2 separate regions of the Mus musculus genome follow, and region 2 is linked to region 1. The links are chromatin contacts, called in public HiChIP or PLAC-seq maps. All regions are on one chromosome and are shown on one strand. Each heading gives the region's core, a stretch centred on a gene start, on an enhancer-like site or on the middle of the called end of the contact. The rest is flanking DNA. Distances are from core to core; before and after follow the strand shown. Region 1 has its middle 28 kb from the start of Has2. Region 2 has its middle 76 kb from the start of Gm38516.

Region 1 (6,696 bases), core at 3,108-5,607:
TCTGTACTGAGATCTGATGCCCCCTTCTGGTGTGTCTGAAGACAGCTACAGTGTACTTACATATAATAATAAATAAATCTTTAAAAAAAACATTCTGAATGTCACATTCTTTCCTCTGCCACTGAAATTATTATTATACTGTTATTATTATTCTTAAATTTGTTCCAGTGGGACACTTTAAACCAACCTCGTTCTGAATTCTGCCTGGACTCTTTCTAGAAATATTATCTTGCTCAAATGAATTGTTGAATTGTCTTTAATAATTATGAATAAATATAAAAGCAGATCATTAAGTAGAATTTTTACAGTGTAAAATGAAAATTATAGGAGAAGCTGGGCACACATCTTTTATTTCAGTTCTGAGGAGGATGAGGCAGGAGAGTCTCAAGTTTTAATATAGCCTGGACTATATTGAGACCTCATCAAAATATAAATGCATATACACATACACATATACACACATACATATAAAACACTACATATCAATCACTTAATTTACATGAACTATTGTAGCAAAAGTTAAGATCTTACGATACTAACCCTGGTGTACTTGTTGGTTTTGTGTGTCAACTTGACACAAACTGGAGTTATCACAGAGAAAGGCGCTTCAGTTGGGGAAATGCCTCCATGAGATCCAGCTGTGGGGCATTTTCTCAATTAGTGATCAAGGGGGAAGAGCCCCTTGTGGGTGGGACCATCCCTGGGCTGGTAGACTTGGTTCTATAAGAGAGCAGGCTGAGCAAGCCAGGGGAACATCCCCTGTAACAACATCCCTGTAAGTAACATCCCTCCATGGTCTCTGCATCAGCTCCTGCTTCCTGACCTGCCTGAGTTCCAGTCCTGACTTCCTTTGGTGATTAACAGCAATGTGAAAAGTGTAAGCTGAATAAATCCTTCCCTCTCCAACTTGCTTCTTAGTCAAGATGTTTGTGCAGGAATAGAAACCCTGACTAAGGCACCTGGTAAGCATGCATATTACTTGCATATTTCGTGTGGTTCTGGTGAAATAACAAATTGGTAAAAATTTTTGAAAATATGTAATTGTGACAAGCAAAATTGAAATCTACATATGACTTTACTAACAATCATGATTCTAATTATATATCGGAAATATGTCTATGTCGTTCAAACAAGAGGTATGTCTGGTGTTTTTCATAACAGGATTGGTAAAAAACGAGTTGGAAGAGCTCACATGTGGGGCATACACTGGCATTACTAACATTGGGAGATGGAGGCAAGAAAATCATCCCCAGCTTCCCTGAGAATTCCAAGCTAACCTGTGCGGCCGGGGTTCCCGCTTTAAAATTCAAAAATAGCACAGAAGAGAAGGAGATTTGATAATTTAAAACCCAAAGGCTAGAAATTGGGGAAAACAGATGTCAGCAAAAACGAAAAAATCAGCTTTCTCATTACTGTGTTTTATAAGCAGGTAATAGCCGGGCATGGTGGCACATGCCTTTAATCCCAGCACTTGGGAGGCAGAGGCAGGCGGATTTCTGAGTTCGAGGCCAGCCTGGTCTACAAAGTGAGTTCCAGGACAGCCAGGGCCATACAGAGAAACCCTGTCTCAAAAAAAACCAAAAAATAAAAAATAAAAATAAAAAAATAAAAATAAATAAAAATATAAGCAGGTAATGTACTGTCAGCCATGTAATCTGAATGTTCACTTTGTATCTCACAGCACACACATCAAACCTCTTTCAGAATGAATCAGGAAGGACCACGATGGATCAATGAATTGATAAAACTCAAGGTGGTAAATTAGTATTATAAAATAGTCACAGGATGAGACTAAGGCCAGACCAATATAATAGTGAAAGAATGGGTAGGCACATGTCAGACTGACAACTACCTCGTGTAGGTTCAGATTTTGTCCTGGAGATAATGGCCTTTATATGATTTCCTTGAATACAAGCTCTGTCTCATTTGTCTCAAGTTCTGTCTCAGCAAAGGTCTCAGATGAACAGGTAATAAACGATTGGCAATAAAAGTGTTGAAAGTCGAGCCGAGTCACGTTTTACAAATGCAGTGAGTGAAAATACTACTATTCCTGACTGTGCAAACAAGCTTCTGGGCCTGGGCAATGGACTCACACTACTGGGGATCTGATGGGCCATGATCCTTAGACCTTTCTACCCTGTTTCAATCCTGAATTCCTATCAGGTCAGCAGAATTCCACCAGCATTTCCAACACATATTCACAGATGCATCTTCTCTCTAAGGGCTGCACTAAAAAATCTGAAGGGACATGTTTCCTATCCCTTCCTCTGGATTTCCTCTGGATTGCTAGTATTTCTTAGTAACAGCTCCTTGACAGTGGAGGCTGCAGGTAGCAAAGTTGCAAAAATATGTTGAAGAACGCAGAAAAGAGAGATTTAAAATCAAAGCAAGGTAAGCTATAACTCTCAGAGTTTCTTTGGACCAGCTCTAGTTGGCTCCCCCATACACACACACACACACACACACACACACACACACACACTCCAAACTTCCTATTTAATGACACTAAGCAATTGTTTGTATGGTTTCTTATTTTTCCATGTCCTTAGCCTTCTTTTGTGTATGTATAGTTCAGTGTACACTGCAAATCTCCATTCAGATGCAGCTCAGTGGTACAGTGCTTGCTGAGCAGGCCCCAAGTTCTTAGTTCAACCCATAGAGCCACAAAACCAAACCAAACCAAACTCTTCATTTGATTAATATTTTGACCATAAGACCTTCCCAATATAGAAGCTTATCTTTCATGACCTGTTCACCATTCTGCTTTCATAGTTAATTCCTGAATATGGATATTTAATCCATAAATTGGCCAGAAAGACTATGTCCTGTTCCTTTAATGGGATTCAAGTCTGTATATATAGAGAATGAAGAAACTGAGGAAGAAACCAATGGGTTAAGTTTTAAGGCAAAATAGTTGGTTGTGAAACAGTTTGTCTGTATTCAAGAGAAAACCCATCATAGCTTAGAGGGTACACATTTCTTTGTCTCATTTCAAATTCCCTGGCAGTTACACAGCATTCGATCCGACAAACCATTTCCACTAAGTTTATGGTCTTCAAGTTCGTGTTACTACTTTGCTATTGTTAGCACATGGTTCCCATTGTCAAAGACATCAATCATGAGGTCCAAGATGGTGCTTGGATATCTCCTATCACATCTACCCAGTAATCTGCCTCAAGGAGGGCTGTGCGAGGGTTAAGAAAGAGAAGGAGAGTGTAGGCAGAACCTATAGACTGACTAAATTACTTACTTCATTTTGACCACAAGTGAATCAGATGGTGTTATGGTTTAAAAACAAAATGTTCCCACAATCTGTTGTCTGGGGGTTTGGGACTCTGGTGGGGCACAATGAACCTTAAGGACATGAATTCTTTCGCAGAACTAACTCCTTAGTAGTGAGCCTTGGAAAGCTGCTCTGGAAGACTATAGCCAGGCCCTGTTTCCTTACTATTCTTTCTGATTCTTGGTAAACGTGAGTACAAACAACTTCTACCACACACTCATTCTGTCATAAATGAGCTACTTACTAACATGGCCTTCATATTGTAACCCTCCAGTTGTTACCTCTACTGACATATGCTACCACCACCAGCCTGTGGAAAATCTTTTTGTCACTTCTATCAGGTATTTTGTCACAGAAACAGAAAAGCCACTGATACATATGGTGATAATCTAGTTACAAGGGACTTTTTGTGGGCAAGGGTAGTAGTACTCTGCAAGTAATGATAGCAAACATCAAACTGGAATTTGATCATTAGGAAAGAGAGTCTGGATATCAGTTAGCAATGGACATTCTTGGCTACATTAGCATATCCTGTGGGTATCCAGATTCGGGAGCATAAACCCACATTTGAGAAGCCACAGAAGGATTGCATGAGGAAATGATACCAGAACTCAGCCAAATATGCCCTGATTTAGAAACTCACACATATATGCGTGTCTTCCCTACAAGACTTCGGTGTCTCAGACAGTCTGCCCTCTTTGTGATCTATAACCCTTCAAAGGGGAGCAAAGGGGAGCAGACTGTTAAGGCATTTTTGGTGGGTTGAGATGAAAGTAATAGTTTTGTTTTTTTTTAATTGGATGACAGGAAAGTGTGTCATCTTTGTGAACAATTTCACTGTCTTGGATGTTGGGAAAAACTAGCCTCAAGATTGTATCACAATAGCAGTCTACACAAATACTTCCTTGAGGCATCTGTCACCTTGTAACCTTTAACATTTGTCTTGCTAATGGCTCATACTCCTTTTACTCATCTCACTGTGTAGGGCTTTCCTCATGTCTATTCCCATTCTAACCTCTATCATAGAAATCTTAGGTCTGCCTTGAGTTGTAAGCCAAGCCAACTTCCAAGCATGGATCACAGCTAGATCATAGGCGTTACGTAGGTAAGGAACAATGACTCAGGGATGCAGAGACCATGACTTACATCCTTTCTTTCCAATTCTAATATCAAATGGCTATAAAAACCAACATTTAGACATAAATCATTGCAATGGCTGTTTCTCAGATGAGTCATATTAACCATTTCTGAATTTATGGAGTTAACTAAAATTGAACATTTATCTGGCTTCCTAAGGGAACCTAAAATGTGAGACAAATCCCAACAGCTAGAGAAAACATGAGAGAAGCTGTTACTCATACCTTCTCTTACTTCATCCTGTTTGTTTGAGCTGCTTCGAGATTACTGAAATACAGAGAAGTGAAACCCAAGCCTCCATAGTTATTTACCTTCCTGTTGGCTTTTGTTTTTAATTGCTGAGAAGTGGCTCTATGTAGGTATTAATGATGCCAAGGCTGATGGAAACTTCCTTGGCTGTTACAAGAATAACAGTGAGCCTGGATATCACTAGGACTTGATCCTCTGTAAACCTAGATTCTATCTTATCCCCAGGAAATGTTGTCTCTTTCCCTATTCCAGCTTGGAGACAGAGACAAGTGTACTACCAGTCGCTTCACTTCATTGCTTCTGAATTATCAGTTGAGTGTGGATGAGAAAAACCAGGCTTCAAGTTCTGCCTGGTTGCCATGGAGAGGCATTTTCAAGTGCAGATTTCCCAGGAGCCCTACAGTGTGCCCTCAAGTGCTTCACAACGGATGAGAACTTTAGGAGATTTCCTTATCTTTTGGGAATAAGAGATAACTGTCTCTGTTACGTTTCTGGGTTCCACATGTGATGATTTGTGGGGAAGTGACGAAGTCAGGTGGCCAATCTCACTGTTTAGGACAGTAGAACTACCAAACAGGACACACTGATAAGTTCATGATGTTAAGTCAACTAAAGATACTATGAGTGTGCTGTTTCTCTCTGTCAATGGGGATACTGTGAACACTGAAACTCAGGAAAGAGAAAACTTTAAGAGATAGATGTTCCTTTCTTCAGACAGGTTTCCAGAAATTTTCATTTAGGAATCTAAAATCTGGTATATTCATTAGTCCTATAAGACATAGAAACTGGTGTCTACCATCCTATCACAAAGCTTAAAGTACCCCAAATTTTGAGGCCACAATTATGTTACAAGGGATGATACCAAGACAAAGGAGGTAATGTCTTCAGATGTGGAGATGTTGGATAAAGATCTGACATCTACTTTGGTATCTCTGTAAAACCAGTAGTTCATTAACAGTATTGGCATACACAAAGCTATATGCTAACTCAGACAAACGTTTATTTGTTTTTTAATGGGATGACTCATGGCCTACTAGTTTCCCATGATAAAGTGATCAGTCAAATGAACAAAAATGATTTAGTAAAAAGAATGAGTTTAAATTAACTCTCTAAGGCTCCTCTCTATCATGTATAGAATAGAAGATGGGATAAGGTGGGGAAATGGGGAGATTGCTCATCAGGTAAAGGTGCTTGCCACCAAGCCCAATGACCTTATTTCAATCCTCAGGACATGTGGCAGAAGGAAACAACCAACTATCTTGGATTGTCCTCTGATTTGCACTCATGTGCTATCACACACACACACACACACACACACACACACTCGACAAAATTTATGAATAAATATAATACAAAACATCTTAAGAATTTGGCAGTTGATAAAACAATTCCAGATCATGTTTGCTGAGAAATAACTGCCTGTTTGACTCTGTATATGTTAAGTAACAGCACTCATGATCAATGCTGTCATTGCATATTGATAGCAAGACAAATCAATAACTTTAAATTGAGAGTGGAACTCATCTCTGCATGGATCACAGACTCCCAGTAACACTTCTTTTTTTTTGTTTGTTTGTTTTTTTGTTTTTAAATAAATCATTGTCTTGCTGACCTAGGCAGTCACATGCAAGTCTCAGATTAGTTCTTAACTTCTGTAAGGAAGTGTTTCTCATACTAGTCCTGAATCAGTCACACACTGTTCCTTGATTCACTTGTTTATGTGCTGAGTGTTTTTGGCTTGCCAAGGTTTCTAATATTTCTAATCTACACTCAACAACTTGAACTGAGATGTAACCAATTAAAAGCAGGGAAGAGGCCACACATGCCAGATATCAAAACTTCCTATAATCTTAACAAAATTACCAGTCAAATTCATATTTCCCTTCATAAAATAGGATCATTGTATCTACTAAACAAATTTTCTGTGAGCATTTTCCTATTTAACCACAAACTGCATGTTGTTACACCAAAAGTGAGAGACTTTGTATAACTCTGTCTTCCTTATCATCTCTAGAACTTTTTTCTCT
Region 2 (6,696 bases), core at 1,331-3,830, 120 kb before region 1:
AGCCTCACATTTTCGATCTTCTTCCATTTCAGCCTTTCTTAGCATCCCACATGGAAGCTGTCAGAAAAAACCCACAGAGAATCCCTGACACAAGGCTGGACAGATGTAGAATCCTCCCAGCTACATCTCACTGGTTCGGACCAAGTAACTGGAACACTTGTAGCATGTAATCTGTAAATAAAATGCAAATTGTTTTATCCCACAAATTTACCAGTGGCTCGTTGACCTTCAAAATGTTAGTCTCTAGATCAGAGGTTCTCATATTAAAAGCTGCAAACTTTTAATATGAATTCATGTTGTGGTGACCCCCAGCCATAAAACTATTTAGTTTCTATTTCATAACTGCAAACAAGTTGAGAATCCCTTTTCTAGTTAAAATAAAGAGTAGATATGGAAAGAATAATAGGAAGTCTGTTTTGTTCTAAAGTGCCAGAAATTCTGAAGATTTGGATGATCTGCCTGAAGAGAATGGCTTAACCAGCCATCTAGTTCATAAAGGAAAGCCATTCCTAATGTCCATTCAGTGATAGCCCACAAATGTACGAGAGGAAGTACATATGTTGAGGATATAAGTCTAGATTATTTTATTTATTTATTTATTTATTTATTTATTTATTTATTCTGCTTGAAGCAGAAGGTCTTAATTAGTTTACTGAAGATCAGAGAGTAGTGGGAGGAAAGGATTTTTACAGAGATACAAGTCTTTCTTGGTGTGAGTTTTGTAAGATTATAGGGGAAATATTTTGGATCTCTCAATATGCACATTCTCATACCATTTACATTTCCAAAGCAACAGACAAACTGAAGGGTTAATCAGGTAAATCAGGAGTTCAAGGTCATCCTTGGCCAAATAGCAAGCCTCAGATAGCCTGGGATATGTGATCCCTGCCTCAAAAGTCCGTATATAGGCATCCATACACACAAGCACACACACATCTATATCACTGTAATTCACCATTTTAGACAGGGTTTTAGGATCTTAGGGTCACTGCTTAATATTGATAAAATAGTGACTAATTTCATGAATGAGTGAATTATACAGGTTGTAATGGAAAAATCTCTGTGTTGTGTATGTATGAGAATTCACATCAAAATCTTGTCTTGGAGCCCTTCAAATAAAGTGTTACATTACCAACAATATTTTAAGATACTTGTAGAATGAATGTTACTGAAGATCTTCAAATTAGCATTGAAGTTTGCAAGTGTTATTTAACAGTTCATAGAATGAAGTAATGAGACTTTCTTCTTTGCAGTACTATAACTCGGACCCAGGGCCTCATGGAAGTCAGACAGATGACCTTTCACTGACCTACATCCCCAGCCCAGGGGTAAATATTTGAATGAAATGTCCAGCAGAACATGTATATTCAGGAGAGAAGCCTCATTCCTTTTGCTAAAAAGCAAGTCTGACTAAGCCCAGAGTGCTTCCCTTCTGCAATATGCACATTCTCATACCATTTACATTTCCAAAGCAACAGACAAACTGAAGGGTTAGTCAGGTAAATCAGGAGTTCAAGGTCATCCTTGGCCAAATAGCAAGCCTCAGATAGCCTGGGATATGTGATCCCTGCCTCAAAAGTCCGTATATAGGCATCCATACACACAAGCACACACACACACACACACACGCACGTATAAAATAAAGGTACAAAAGAGTAGCATCTAGTAGTAGTAAACAAGCTAGCTACTCCTTTTAAAACCAATATGATATTTGTAAAAATATATAGTAAATACTCCAATAAATGAGTGCAAATACTTCATATTCAATAACTAATAAACAGCAAAAGACTTTCACACAGGAAATAGTTTGGATTAAAATTGTTTTAATCATGAAATTTAACATGTCTAAGTGAAATAAACATTTTTATTTTTATGAATTATTTAATATATTATATATAAAACCACATAGAATATTAGTAAAATAAACTGATTACATATTTGTATATAATGTTTAGGATTATAAATCTAAGACTCCCAAAACTTTAAGACGTGATCTAAGTGTCTATTGACTTTTCAAAGTCTTAATATTTGCCTGCCACAGTAGTCTCAGCAAGAATAATGAAACTAATGTATAAAATGTGTTCAAATACAGAAGTGCTTATCTACCAGTGATCAGAATATATCTTGGTCAGTTCATAAAGTGCGTTTAAAACCCATTTACTATGTTTGTCTGAATACCCAACTCCAAAATCTGTATTTTCCTCATTTTTCTGAAGATTTGAGGTTAAGAGACCAGGATATAGCTCTGTGGGAGAATACTTACCTACCCTATGTTGATTCCCTAGAATTTCCAAACATATATAACAACTAAAGAACAACTTAAAACTTCTTTTGAAAAGAAACATTGTTCCAACTCGTAGTCTCTTGAGTACCTTGCTGGAAGCTCGGGACAAGGTGATGCATTTTCTCCTGTTTCTTGAAGCTCAATGCAGTGAACTCTCATGGGGTGAGAGTCATCAGTTTTGACTCACTGAGGAGAAGAGCCAGAACCTTTCCTTTCTGAATCACTCAGACTCCTTTGTGGTGGCAAGGGCCTCATTCCACCGAACCACATTTTCACTGGCAAGTGTACAAATGGGCATTTGCTCCCACTATTGAACACAGTGGCTACCACAAATGGACATTTGGAATGTGTGGAAGGATCATAGTCAGTGGACAGCTCATGCCCTGAGGGCATCCCACTGGACAGAGAAGATAAAGACATATTTGTACATTTCGAAAAGAGACGCTTCAGTTTCCAGTAAAAATCTTGTCTCATTAATTTTGAGCAGACTGGTTTCTATTTTATGTTTCCCATAATAATGCAAAGAAACAACTTCCCACAAGTCATTGGAAATATCAAGATTTTTGATTATACAAATTTGTTTTTTAACGTGTTTCTTTTCATTAGGAAACCTATACATTCTTCCATATTGCTATGAGACTGACACAGCAACGAGCAGGAAAATCATATTTCTACTCCACTAAGACAGGATTGACCATGTAACACTTTTTGGTCAGTGAGTGGTATGTTGAAGTGATTTGTATGTTATAGGCAAACTATCATATGTGGCAGCTGTAAGCACTGTCACATGATTGCAGTATTCCGGAGAGGAAGCCCTTCTTCATCTTAGAATACAAAATGAGTAAGAGGTGTGGCTCAAGGGACTGATGCAGAGTTGAAGCTAACTTGTGCTGACATGGAAAAGACAGAATTCTTAACTGTAACACTGAAATCTGTATTGTATGTTTCTGAGAAGACACAAAATTCAGGGCAAAAGATAGAGCATGGGACACTAAGAATGAAGCCAAGCCTCATCAATTTGTAGTTATCAGTTTTATTTGCCTCCCATAATTTACCTTTATTTTCACTTGGCCTCCATTTGATTAATAATAGTAAGTACAGTCTCTGTGTCTACTATATCCTAATCTTCAAATTGATCCAGAATCTTGTGTTGTATAGATTGTTCTGGACAAAGAAAAACAAACACAGAATTGAAATCTGATGAATTCAATGACTTCTTTGCCATGTACCACCACTCTGGAGGTCATGTCTGCTCATTATGATGGTTCATTAGTGCCAAGCATCATTTGTTGTTCTAGATCTCTATCATAGACACCTCTCATTCTATTCTACTCATCCACTGACACATTGATCTTAAGGTGGAATTCACATGCTGTGATGGAAATTTACTCTTGATCATTGGGTTTCTGTTAAATGTAAGTAAACCAATTTATTCTACCCTTACTTTCTGGATAGGTCATGCCATGGTGACCTTTGCAGAAAAGGGAATCCACTACAGACACTGAATAACAAATAGTTTTAGATTAGCCCTCTGGACCACAAACAGGAGGTAGAGCTAGACCTGGAATTTTAAGAGCAGAAGAGCTGGCCCTGCAACTCACTGGCTACAGTGTTTAGGGGAGTAGATCCTGTGCTTCCACTGGCCAGCAGTGTAGATAGAGCTAGACCTAGTTGGTGGGGTGGCAGGTGAACCAGTCCTTAGGATATAAAAGCAGGAGAGCTGCCTCTGACCCTTGCTACCTACAGCATTAGATGAGCTAGTTAGGGAAGTGCTGGAGAATCCACCCTGGTGTTGAGACAGCTGGCAGGAAGTCCAGCTCAGCTACCACCCAGGCCCAGATCCAGGGCTTTGAGTTAGCCCACCCTAACATCTATCCCATTGACAAACTTCTGGAGCATGTGAAAGGGATGACACAACAGATGCCAAACTTCAGGGTCTCAATGACACACATTGAGCCTCAGGATATCCCAGGGAAACCCAGTGAGGATCCAGTATTGCTAGTGTAACAGAAGTCAGAGGCCTCAAAACCAGACCAATGACTCGTTACAATGAACATTTGCAAGTAAAGAAGTGTGAACAAAAGGGTGAGGGTATACTATGCGTAACACCAGGACACACTACAGGTTCTACAACAAAAATTTTTTTCTTGTGTTGGGGAGGTTGCAAGGGCAGAGGGCAGGTCCTAAGGAAATGGGAGATGAGTGAGACTGGGTGCATGATATGAAATTCACAAAGAATCAATAAAAAATAGAAAACTACACCTGATTTCTCAATGGAGACACAAATGTACAGCAGATTCTAAGAGACCACAGATGTCAGCTCAGATTATTATACTCAGTAAAACTTTAAGCTCTGTAAATGGAGTTTAAAAGTATATTTCATGTTAAAATCAAATTTAAAGAATGTTCACAAGTCCAGCAGTATGAAAGTGCTACAAGGAAAAATCCAAACCAAGTAGGTTAAACACATACATGAAAACATAGGAAATAAAGATTCTCACATTGGCAAAACCTTAAGAACGGAAACAGACACCACTACCAACAACAAAATAACAAAATTAACAATCATTGGTCATTAGTATGTGTCAGTATCATTGGCCTCAATTTCATCCCCAAAAGACACAGATTAACAAAATGTATGTAAAAACAAAACCCATTGTTTTATTCCTTAAAATAAACACACCTTAACATCAAGGATTAACATCACTTCAGACTAAAGGGATCTGAAAAGCTTTGTATCTAACAAAATAGACTTCAAACAAAAATTAATTTAAAAAAAAAAAACATAGGGAAGGCCACTACATATTCATGAAAGACAAAAAAAATCACTGAGATGATATTTCAATTCTTAACATCTATACAAGTCTCGAAACATAAGGGTAACCATGTTTGTAAAATACTACTGTAGCTTAAATCATATATTAATCCTCACACACTGATAGTGAGAAACTTCAATAGCTCATCCAGACAAAAACTAAAAAGAGAAATGCTAGCAGCACTAACTTACGTAAATCAAATGAACCTAACAGATATTTACAGAACATTCCACCAAAACACAAAAGATTATTACTTCTTCTCAGAGAAATTTATCAAAAATTGACTTAAATAGATACAAGAATACAAAATAACTGCTTGCACCCTATCAGACTACCATGAATTAAAGCTCAATATCAATAACAGATATCAATATTAGAAACAACAGAAAGCTTACAAACTAATGCAAATTGAACAACAAACTTTTTGTACTCAATGAAGAAGTGAGTCAAATCAGAAATAAAGAAATGAAAATTTTTCTAAAATTCAATGAAAATGAATACATATTTATAATAGAAAATTTATGGCATACAATGAAAGTGGTGCTAAGAGGAAAGGTCATAGAATTAAATTCCTAAATTTTAAAATAGATAGATAGATAGATAGATAGATAGATAGATAGATAGATAGATAGATAGATATCGTACTAGCAATTGAACACCACACCTGAAAGCTCTAAACCAAAAAGAACAAAGCACAGCCAAGAGAAGTAGTCAGCAAGATACAATCAAACTGAGGCCTGAAATCAATATATTAGAAAACAAACAGAACAATACAGGGGATCAATGAAGTAAAGAGTTGATTCTTTGAGAAAATAAACAAGATAGATAAACTCTTATCAAAACTAACTAAAAGATAGAGAATATTCAAATTAATAGAATCAGAAAGAAAAAAGGGGGAAATAACAACAAACACCAGGTAAATTCAGAGAATCACAAGGACATACTTTAGAAACCAATTGTCTTAGTCAGGGTTTCTATTACTCTGATGAAACACCATGGCCAAAATGTGGTTGGGGAGGAATGGGCTTGTTTTGCTTATACTTCCAGATCATAATCCATCACTGGAGGAAGTCAGGACAGGTCTCAAGCAAGGTTGCAACTTGGAGACAGGAGCTAAGACAGAGGCCATGGAGGGGTGCTGCTTCCTGGCTTGCTTCTCATGGCATGTTAATCCTGATTTCTTATAAAACCCAGCACTACTAGCCCAGGGTTGGCACCACCCACCATGAGCTGGACTCTTCCCAGATTGATCAGTAATTGAGAATATCCCTTACAGCTGCATCTCATGGTGGCATTGTCTCAACTCAGGCTCCTTCCTCTCTGATGACTTTACCATGTGTCAACTTGATGCACAAAACCATCCAGTATACTTGTTCTCTACCAAAAGTGAAAATCTGAAAGAAATGGAAAATATTCTCAATAGTTACTACTTATCAAAGTTAAGTCGAGATCAGATAAACAAATTAAATAGACCTGTATATCCTGGTGAAATAGAAACATTCATTTAAAAAATCTTCAAAAGGAAGCAGAAGTGGAAGGAGGAGGAGGTGGTGGTGGTGGTGGTGGAGGAGGAGGAGGAGGAGGAGGAGGAGGAGG

The links. HiChIP or PLAC-seq counts read pairs in DNA pulled down with a chosen protein or histone mark.
Region 2: a contact with region 1 is called in an H3K27ac HiChIP or PLAC-seq map of embryonic fibroblasts, with 24 read pairs. The contact joins two enhancer-like sites. A contact is called at or near these places in 1 of 15 datasets of contacts at CTCF or cohesin (the NIH/3T3 cell line), 3 of 484 Hi-C or Micro-C datasets (the F1.1 cell line, adipose-derived mesenchymal stem cells and nephron progenitors) and 1 of 115 datasets of contacts at active chromatin or transcription factors (embryonic fibroblasts).

Annotation. Positions count from the first base shown.
Region 1 is chr15:56,719,157-56,725,852 of GRCm38.p6, reverse strand. No RefSeq gene overlaps it. Among named protein-coding and RNA genes, the nearest start is that of Has2, 28 kb to the right of the region's middle. RefSeq lists an enhancer at 4,182-5,714. Within about 2 kb of position 4,357, at least 30 of the 459 cell types and tissues checked have an H3K27ac peak or open chromatin away from gene starts, as enhancers often do. A contact at or near this core is called in the NIH/3T3 cell line, adipose-derived mesenchymal stem cells and embryonic fibroblasts, where this site is marked.
Region 2 is chr15:56,837,620-56,844,315 of GRCm38.p6, reverse strand. No RefSeq gene overlaps it. Among named protein-coding and RNA genes, the nearest start is that of Gm38516, 76 kb to the right of the region's middle. Within about 2 kb of position 2,580, at least 43 of the 459 cell types and tissues checked have an H3K27ac peak or open chromatin away from gene starts, as enhancers often do. A contact at or near this core is called in the NIH/3T3 cell line, adipose-derived mesenchymal stem cells and embryonic fibroblasts, where this site is marked.